Regions from separate parts of the Ovis aries genome. Here region 2 is linked to region 1. Evidence: chromatin contacts called from public Hi-C data. All regions are on one chromosome and are shown on one strand. The core of a region is the stretch at or near the end of the contact, and the rest is flanking DNA. Distances in the headings are between cores, read along the strand shown. Region 1 overlaps LOC132659405 (a long non-coding RNA gene). Region 2 overlaps EML6 (EMAP like 6).

What was found. Hi-C and Micro-C count contacts between places; a contact is called where the count stands out from the background.
Region 2: a Hi-C map of hypothalamus shows a contact between it and region 1, with 2.7 times the contacts expected there. The contact joins two enhancer-like sites. A contact is called at or near these places in 3 of 16 Hi-C or Micro-C datasets (hypothalamus, skin fibroblasts and tail adipose tissue).

Annotation. Positions count from the first base shown.
Region 1 is chr3:68,847,506-68,851,008 of ARS-UI_Ramb_v3.0, forward strand. It overlaps LOC132659405 (a long non-coding RNA gene), which reads left to right. Exons shown (of 2, transcript XR_009599832.1): 1 at 1-700. Among named protein-coding and RNA genes, the nearest start is that of TRNAE-UUC, 30 kb to the left of the region's middle. Within about 2 kb of position 1,931, at least 19 of the 54 cell types and tissues checked have an H3K27ac peak or open chromatin away from gene starts, as enhancers often do. A contact at or near this core is called in hypothalamus, where this site is marked.
Region 2 is chr3:69,067,209-69,070,645 of ARS-UI_Ramb_v3.0, forward strand. All of the region lies in intron 27 of EML6 (EMAP like 6), which reads right to left. Among named protein-coding and RNA genes, the nearest start is that of RTN4, 100 kb to the left of the region's middle. Within about 2 kb of position 1,378, at least 11 of the 54 cell types and tissues checked have an H3K27ac peak or open chromatin away from gene starts, as enhancers often do. A contact at or near this core is called in hypothalamus, where this site is marked.

The sequences.
Region 1 (3,503 bases), core at 681-3,180:
GGATGACAGCCCACCAGCCTCCGCTGTCCCTGGGATTCTCCAGGCAAGAACACTGGAATGGGTTGCCATTTCCTTCTCCAATGCATGAAAGTGAAAAGTCAAAGTGAAGTTGCTCAGTCATATCCGACTCTTAGTGACCCCATGGACTGCAGCCTACCAGGCTCCCCCGTCCATGGGATTTTCCAGGCAAGAGTACTGGAGTGGGTTGCCATTGCCTTCTTCCATTCCCCCTCTACCCTCTGCCAATACCTTGTGCCTGAATTCCCAGGGCAGTAGTGCAGCTGGCCTGGAGCCCGGGTCAGCTCAGCCTCTAGCTTGTGGGACTTTGATCACAGCCTGTTTTCTCGATTAGCTGTCTGAAATGAGGACAGGCCACTGGACCAAGTGATTCCCAACATCTTTTTTCACCTTCAACATTCAATGACTTTTTGATTTGAAGGGTTTTCACAAAGGAAAATGGGAACAAAAGGGGATACTAGATTCCCTAGTCTTCACTTCCTATCCCACCCACATAGAAGATTGGTGCCTCCTTTCCCAAATAAATGCAAGATGTGTGGATTAGTTATGGCATAACCTGAAATGTCTCTTGACTCCCCAGATAATTTTGGAAAGCAGCCTGAACTGAAACCAGAAAATTCTTAGCAGCCCGTCTTCTGGCCGTCCTTAGCCTCTGTGAGGCTCTACTGTGAGGCCAGTGAAGGTGAGTCAGGACTTGAGTTGCATCTGAAATGCTCAGGGAGTCCACTGGGGCAAGAGTGGTTTCCTGCTGAGTTAACTCTCCTGTTTCCCAACCCCTCCCCCCACTGCCTCCCACCCTTTGCTTAGTCTTAGTGGAGTCGGTATTTTCTGCAGTCTTTGTCTTTTGTTGGTTTTTTTTTGCATGAGACTGGGCCAGGGTAACCAGTAGCCCCTGAAGGGAACCCAGGCACATGGGGGCCAGGTAAAGGTCCTTCAAATGGTCCTTTCTTTTCGACTTTGGCTGTCTCATTCGGTAACTAAAGACTGATAAATAACAGCACAGAATGTGGAATCTGGAGAGAAAAGGCTAGTGGAAATGTGAACCTGGCTGTTCAAGAGCAGAGCTGAGCTTATTTGCATAGTAGCAGGTGTGGTTACTTATTTATGAAGCACATTTCCTCTGAGGTGTGGAAAATGGGCTAGCTGTGAACCTGATCCCGGCCTTAGAACGCTGACAGTGAGGAGGCAGAACCCAGTCTGACCCCCCACAGCTCTCCCCTTCTGGTGCTCCTGGTAGTTCGCTGAGCTTTCCCTGTATTCCCTTCTTGCTAGACTATGAGGTCCTGAAGGGCAGGGACAGTGTTTGGTCACCATTGTTTTCCTGTGCCCAGTCTCCCTGGCAATAGGCAGGCCTTCAGTAAATACATATATCATGAGTGAATTTGGCAGACAAGCTTGCAACTACCCGGAAGCTGGAGGGAGGTGAGGCCTTGGAGCTCCCAAACTAGACACCCACCCTGAAACGAGGAAGTAATGCTAGAAACAGATGGACAGAAGAAGCACCATTTGAAGAAAGGGTCAGCTGTGGACCTCCTATAGTAGAAAAGCCCCAAACAAACTTGACATTCTTCCAAGCACATGGTTTGAGTCCTCCAGAACAAAACAACCCTACGTAATCCACTCCCCCCAATAAAAACGCCTACCTCAAACAGCAATTGCTCCAGACTCATAGTGGCGCCCTAGTTACACAGCGGAAAGAACAAAGAAGTGATTTAAGCATCTTGGAATTGAAATAGCAATTGCCAAACACCAGAGGATCAGCAGAATCATTAGATTCCAGAAAATGCAGAACCTCTGAGGCCTCTGTATTCTTCCATTCTGATGTCAGATTACTGGCAGCCCACGCTGAGCTGCCTTATAAGACAGTGCAGCTAGGGCACTAGAAAGAAGCAGAGGAAGGAGGGGCCAGCTGGCCCTGCTGGGGGTTTGGAAGCTCTGCACTGCAGATTCTGTTAACCAACACTGGACACTATCTTCCTCTCCTCTCAGTGACCAGTGAGGCCAAGGCGGGCCACGTCAGCTGGGTAGACACAGGTGCAGATGTCTATAAGTTCATCAGTCAGGGGTCTGCCAGGAAAACAGAATTTATCCCAGGTGGTTCAAATAGAAAGACTAATGAAAGGATCGACAGCAGTGGGCATGAGGGAAACAGATAGGGAGCATTGTGGTACCTGAAGACTTGCATCGGGGGCACCATTACTTTTGTAAGGGCAAAGAACAGGAGGAAGTCTCGGTGCCTGACCTAGCAGGACTGTGGCCTACGGGCTACAAGGAAGGGCTTCCAGAGACAGGGCCCCAGAACAGGGAGGGAGTGGGGAAGAAATCCCTGCCCATTTCTCCTGCCTCCTGTTGGCAAAACCAGAAGCCAGCCAGCAAGGGTGCTCACAATGGCACTTTCCTCCAGGGTCAGCTCCTGGAGCTGAGAATACATGGAGGTGAGTCAAATGGAAAAAACCTAGCACAATGACAACTAACCTGGTTACCACATAGCTACATTACCTGTGTTTCTTACATGTTATTTCACTTCAGCTTTAAAATTACTCTAAAGCAGGCTGAGCCTGGGGCTCTTCGGAATACCAGGGCTTGTGGGCACAGTGGTATTTGCATGCCCGACGGTGCATCTGGGCTGGTGAGCCAACAGGAGGGAAGCACGTTGATGCCCATCAGGAGCCTGAGGCCAAAAGGATTCTCAGGGTAAATTAGGAAGGAATCCCTGGGACAGTGCCTATGAACAATCTTCCCTCCTTCTTCAGACTTTGTAACCTATGCTTTTTACCCTGAATGTTCCCCAACAATAAGAAGGTTGTCTTCTGCTCACTAGGCAGCCCTTTTGGGGAGAGGATCTTGTGGGTTGCTGCAGGCAGTGACAGTGATTTGCAGAAACGTCAGGCCAGTTCCAAGAGAGGGAAAGGCCAGAGCTGGCGGGTCCTGAGCGGGTGGGTGTCTGGGGTCCAGAGGTACAAGGCCTGCGCTCTCTCTCTTACTCCTCAGAGCCAGGAATCTTCCTCCTGGTGGTTCTGCCTCCCTGCCAGAGGGTTGAGGTCAGGGGCAATTCTCCATGCAAGCTGGAGTGGGTGACGTTCCAGCATGTGGGGGCAGCAGACACTGACACTGCATCTACTTTACTGTAAGGTAATCTGGCTGTGTGGCACTAGAGTGACTTTGAGGAGCTACCCAACATCCAAGGGCAAAGGAGAAGCCCCAGCAAGACGGTAGGAGGGGCAAAATCACATTTTGACTCAAACCCCATACCCACTAGAGATGCTCAGAGGGCTCAAAAAAACCTTGTGCACACCGGGACCCAGAGACCCCGCAGAGACTGAGACAGAACTGTGTTTGAGTTTCTCCTGCAGAGGTGTGGGTCAGAAGTGGACTGCTGCAGGGACACGGACTCTGGGTGCAGTAGACCTGGGTGTGGCTAAGCCCTCTTGGAGGAGGTCGCCGTTAACCCGACCATAGAGCTGCCAGAACTTATACAGGACTGG
Region 2 (3,437 bases), core at 128-2,627, 220 kb after region 1:
AGGCGTTGGGTATCTTGGTGAGGATGAAGGTCAGGTGTTCTGGGAATGAGAAATCTAGAGGAGAGAAGGTTAAGTCAGCGAGAGGAGCAATGGTTGATGACATAAGCCGCAGTGCGGCAGGAGCTGGGGTCAGCCAGCTGACCACCAGCCAAACAGGGACAGGAAACTGATAAAAGACAGGAACTGGGAGGGGGAAAGATGGCCCGGCACGATGTGAACTTCAAAGGAGTGGATGGGGCTGTTTAGAGCACACCAGCTGTTTAGAGCACAACAGTGGCACCAATATGCTTTCCACACACCCACAAGAAGCCCAGTCCTGCATGTCATACACCCATGGACATCATGTCAAGGGGCACAGATTGTGCATCCTAACAACTGCTTCTGCAAAGACCTCAGTTATCACATCTTGACCACACAACAGTAAAAAGTGGGAGGGTAAACGACCCTAGTAGCATGCATTCCCTCTAAATGGAGATCCAAGAGACATTTAAACGCTTGACTAAAATAGTAAGACCCAACTTTGCCACTATCTTCTGAAAGAGACTCCCTCTGGGTAGAAAAGGGCTTACCCATTCGTGATGTGTTCTTTAGCTTCACGTGTGAGTGGGTTTGAGTCAACTGATCCCACTGTAGGAGTATGATTTCCTAGGTGTGTTAATCTATTTAAAAATCATTTTACAGCACTTCATAGCATTCTATAACACCTCTGCATTTTTACACCCTGGCCCATTCTTTGTGATAAAAAGTGAGCAAGCTATTTTCTAATGAATGGAAGGCTCAATTCCTAAAACTACCCATTACATAGTCATTACTTTGGTTCAAAAAACACAGAAAGCCAAGAGATCTGAAAAGGGAAAACCATTTATGAAGGTAGCATTAAATTCCCTTAAAAATCACTAACAAACTTTCAGAAGAGTTACATGACTAAGAAACCGGCCTTTGAAGTGATTAATAGATTCTGCACCTTCAGTTCCCTCCACCGTGTTAGAGAATAGGAAACTCGCCACCTTCCACCTGCTCAGGGCAGCTCTGCGTGTAGAAATCTCACAGGATTAAGGGGTGCAGGGAAGAAGAAGACTTCAGCTTGGAGAGAAATGCTCTGGAGTAGCAGGGACTCTCCACCCGACACAGACGCAAACACCCTCCCAGCATGAGGTCTGAGCTTAGCTCACAGGCAACCTGTTTGCAACTGCAGGGCTGTGTACCAAAGTTTATGCCCTTCATGGTCCCTCCACCATGGGATCAGATGCTTTTGACAGATCTCAGTTATGTTAAGTTCAGCAGCACCTGCCAGCACGATTGTCAGTTCTTAGCAGCTCTTCGATACAAGCTCACAAAGCAGCTATTGATCAGTGATGACAAAGGGCTTCTGTCAGGCCAGTGGAGCTGAGGAAAGCGCCAGGAGAGCTGGGCTGTTTATTTGTTGATATCACTATGGATGGGAGCATTGTCTTGCTTCTTCATGTTCATCAAGCCTCAAGCAAACTTGAAATGTGGATTAACTGATTCAATAAAGCATTAAAAAAAAAAATTGGGGCAGTTTCTCCCAGTGGACTTCTGTCCCCAAACATAGCACAAAAGGTACGAAGGAAAACTGGGATTACCTATAGATGGGGATTTGCTTCAACTCAGGGAAATCTAAACCTTTCCATATTTTTAGACTTTGCTACTTGTGAGCATATTCTTTATTTCACTATAAATCTGCTAAGAAGCTTTGTCTGTAAGATGGGTGCGGTGGCTATAATAATATAGACTTTTCTTTCAGTCCTTTTTGCCTTGGGTTATTTAAATAGATTTAAACCAAATAAAATTTAATCCCTAATGAACAAGGGATATGAAGATAGGAAATCATTTAACCAAGAGCAGTTCCATGGCCAGATGGGGCATCATTCAGTTCTACATGGGTCACACCTTCCCCACAATAGTAAGACCACCCATCAGTGCTAGCAAAATGAAGGTAAAAGTGGTTTGCTGACAAAGGACAGATTTGTAGGCCATTTTGAGAACAGATTAATTTACTTAAATAAGCAGAGGAGCAGGTTAAATAAATGTGCCTATTTGTCTACTCCCTGAGGAAATATTTGCTCACTATATACCATGTGCAAGGCACGGTGTGAGGCACACAGAGGCCACCGCGACAGACACAGGGCTGGCCCTTGAGAAACGGAGAGTCAGATAGACGACATTTACAAGTTAGTGGAACTTTTAACAATCTTACACCATGGACTCATATATTAAGGAACTATGCATCAAAGGCAGCTATTAATTTGGGAAACAAAAAAAAAAAAACCACAAAAACAAAACAAAACAACCCCCCCTTAACATTTCTTTATATAGCCATGATGTACAGTTCTCGTCATAGGATTTTCTTCTTCAGTTCATAAATCTGTTCAAATTGATTCACAAATGATGTGAGACAGTAGAAGCAGATAAGCTTTAGGGCCTTTCTCATTCAGCCGTAAGCACAGTTTAAGAAAAAGTCTGGAAAACGCTAGTGCCAGAGTGGAATTTTGAGGTTATTTGGTGCTGCTGCTGCTGCTGAGTCACTTCAGTTGTGTCTGACTCTGTGAGACCCCACAGACGGCAGCCCACCAGGCTCCCCCATCCCTGGGATTCTCCAGGCCAGAACACTGGAGTGGGTTACCATTTCCTTCTCCAATGCATGAAAGTGAAAAGTGAAAGTGAAGTCTAGGACTTGTCAGTTCCGAGAGGAGGGGACCACCATTCAGAGAAGGCTCAGAATCTGCTTCTAATTTTGGTTTATAAAAGCTTCCTGGTTTCCTCAGGAACATATGGCCTAGATTGAGAGTGAATATGCACCAGAGGGACTAAAAGATTAATGTAAGAGTATTCGCAGACTCCTCCTTTATAATCCCCTGCTAAGAATAGCTCTGGCGCTGCCACCTCAGAGTTTCCTTGTGCTGAGCAGCTGAGATGGATGGGCGGCGAGGTTGCCTGCTGGGGGAAGGCAGTCTGTGGAGTGGAAAATCCTCTTTTCCCTGCCCTTCACTCTGGGTGATTGGGAGAAGGATTCCACCCAGCATACAATGCCCTCCCCCCTACCCAGTACTGTCTAGGGGGTGCTCACACCATCCTCTCCAGAGTGAGGTTCTAGAGGGCGGGGGAGGACAAAGACCACCCTTCAGGATCCTGATCTGTCTGTAGATCCACAAGTCGGGGTTACTAAAAGCTAATGAGATGCTGGCAGCCAAATGTGGGTGAATATTGCAACGGGCCAGTGGTGCCCAGGGATGAGTCCCTCCCTGTCCATGGGAACTGTTGGAGGCACTACTCATTCAGCCACATGAAGGGAAGCTTGTAGCATATGTGCCTGAGCACGGAAATTGCCTGACCCTCTAGATCCCTCCTAAACACTCACTGTCACACTCCCTGCCAAAGGGGACAAAGACCCTCAGTGCCACAGAGATGGAGCTTAG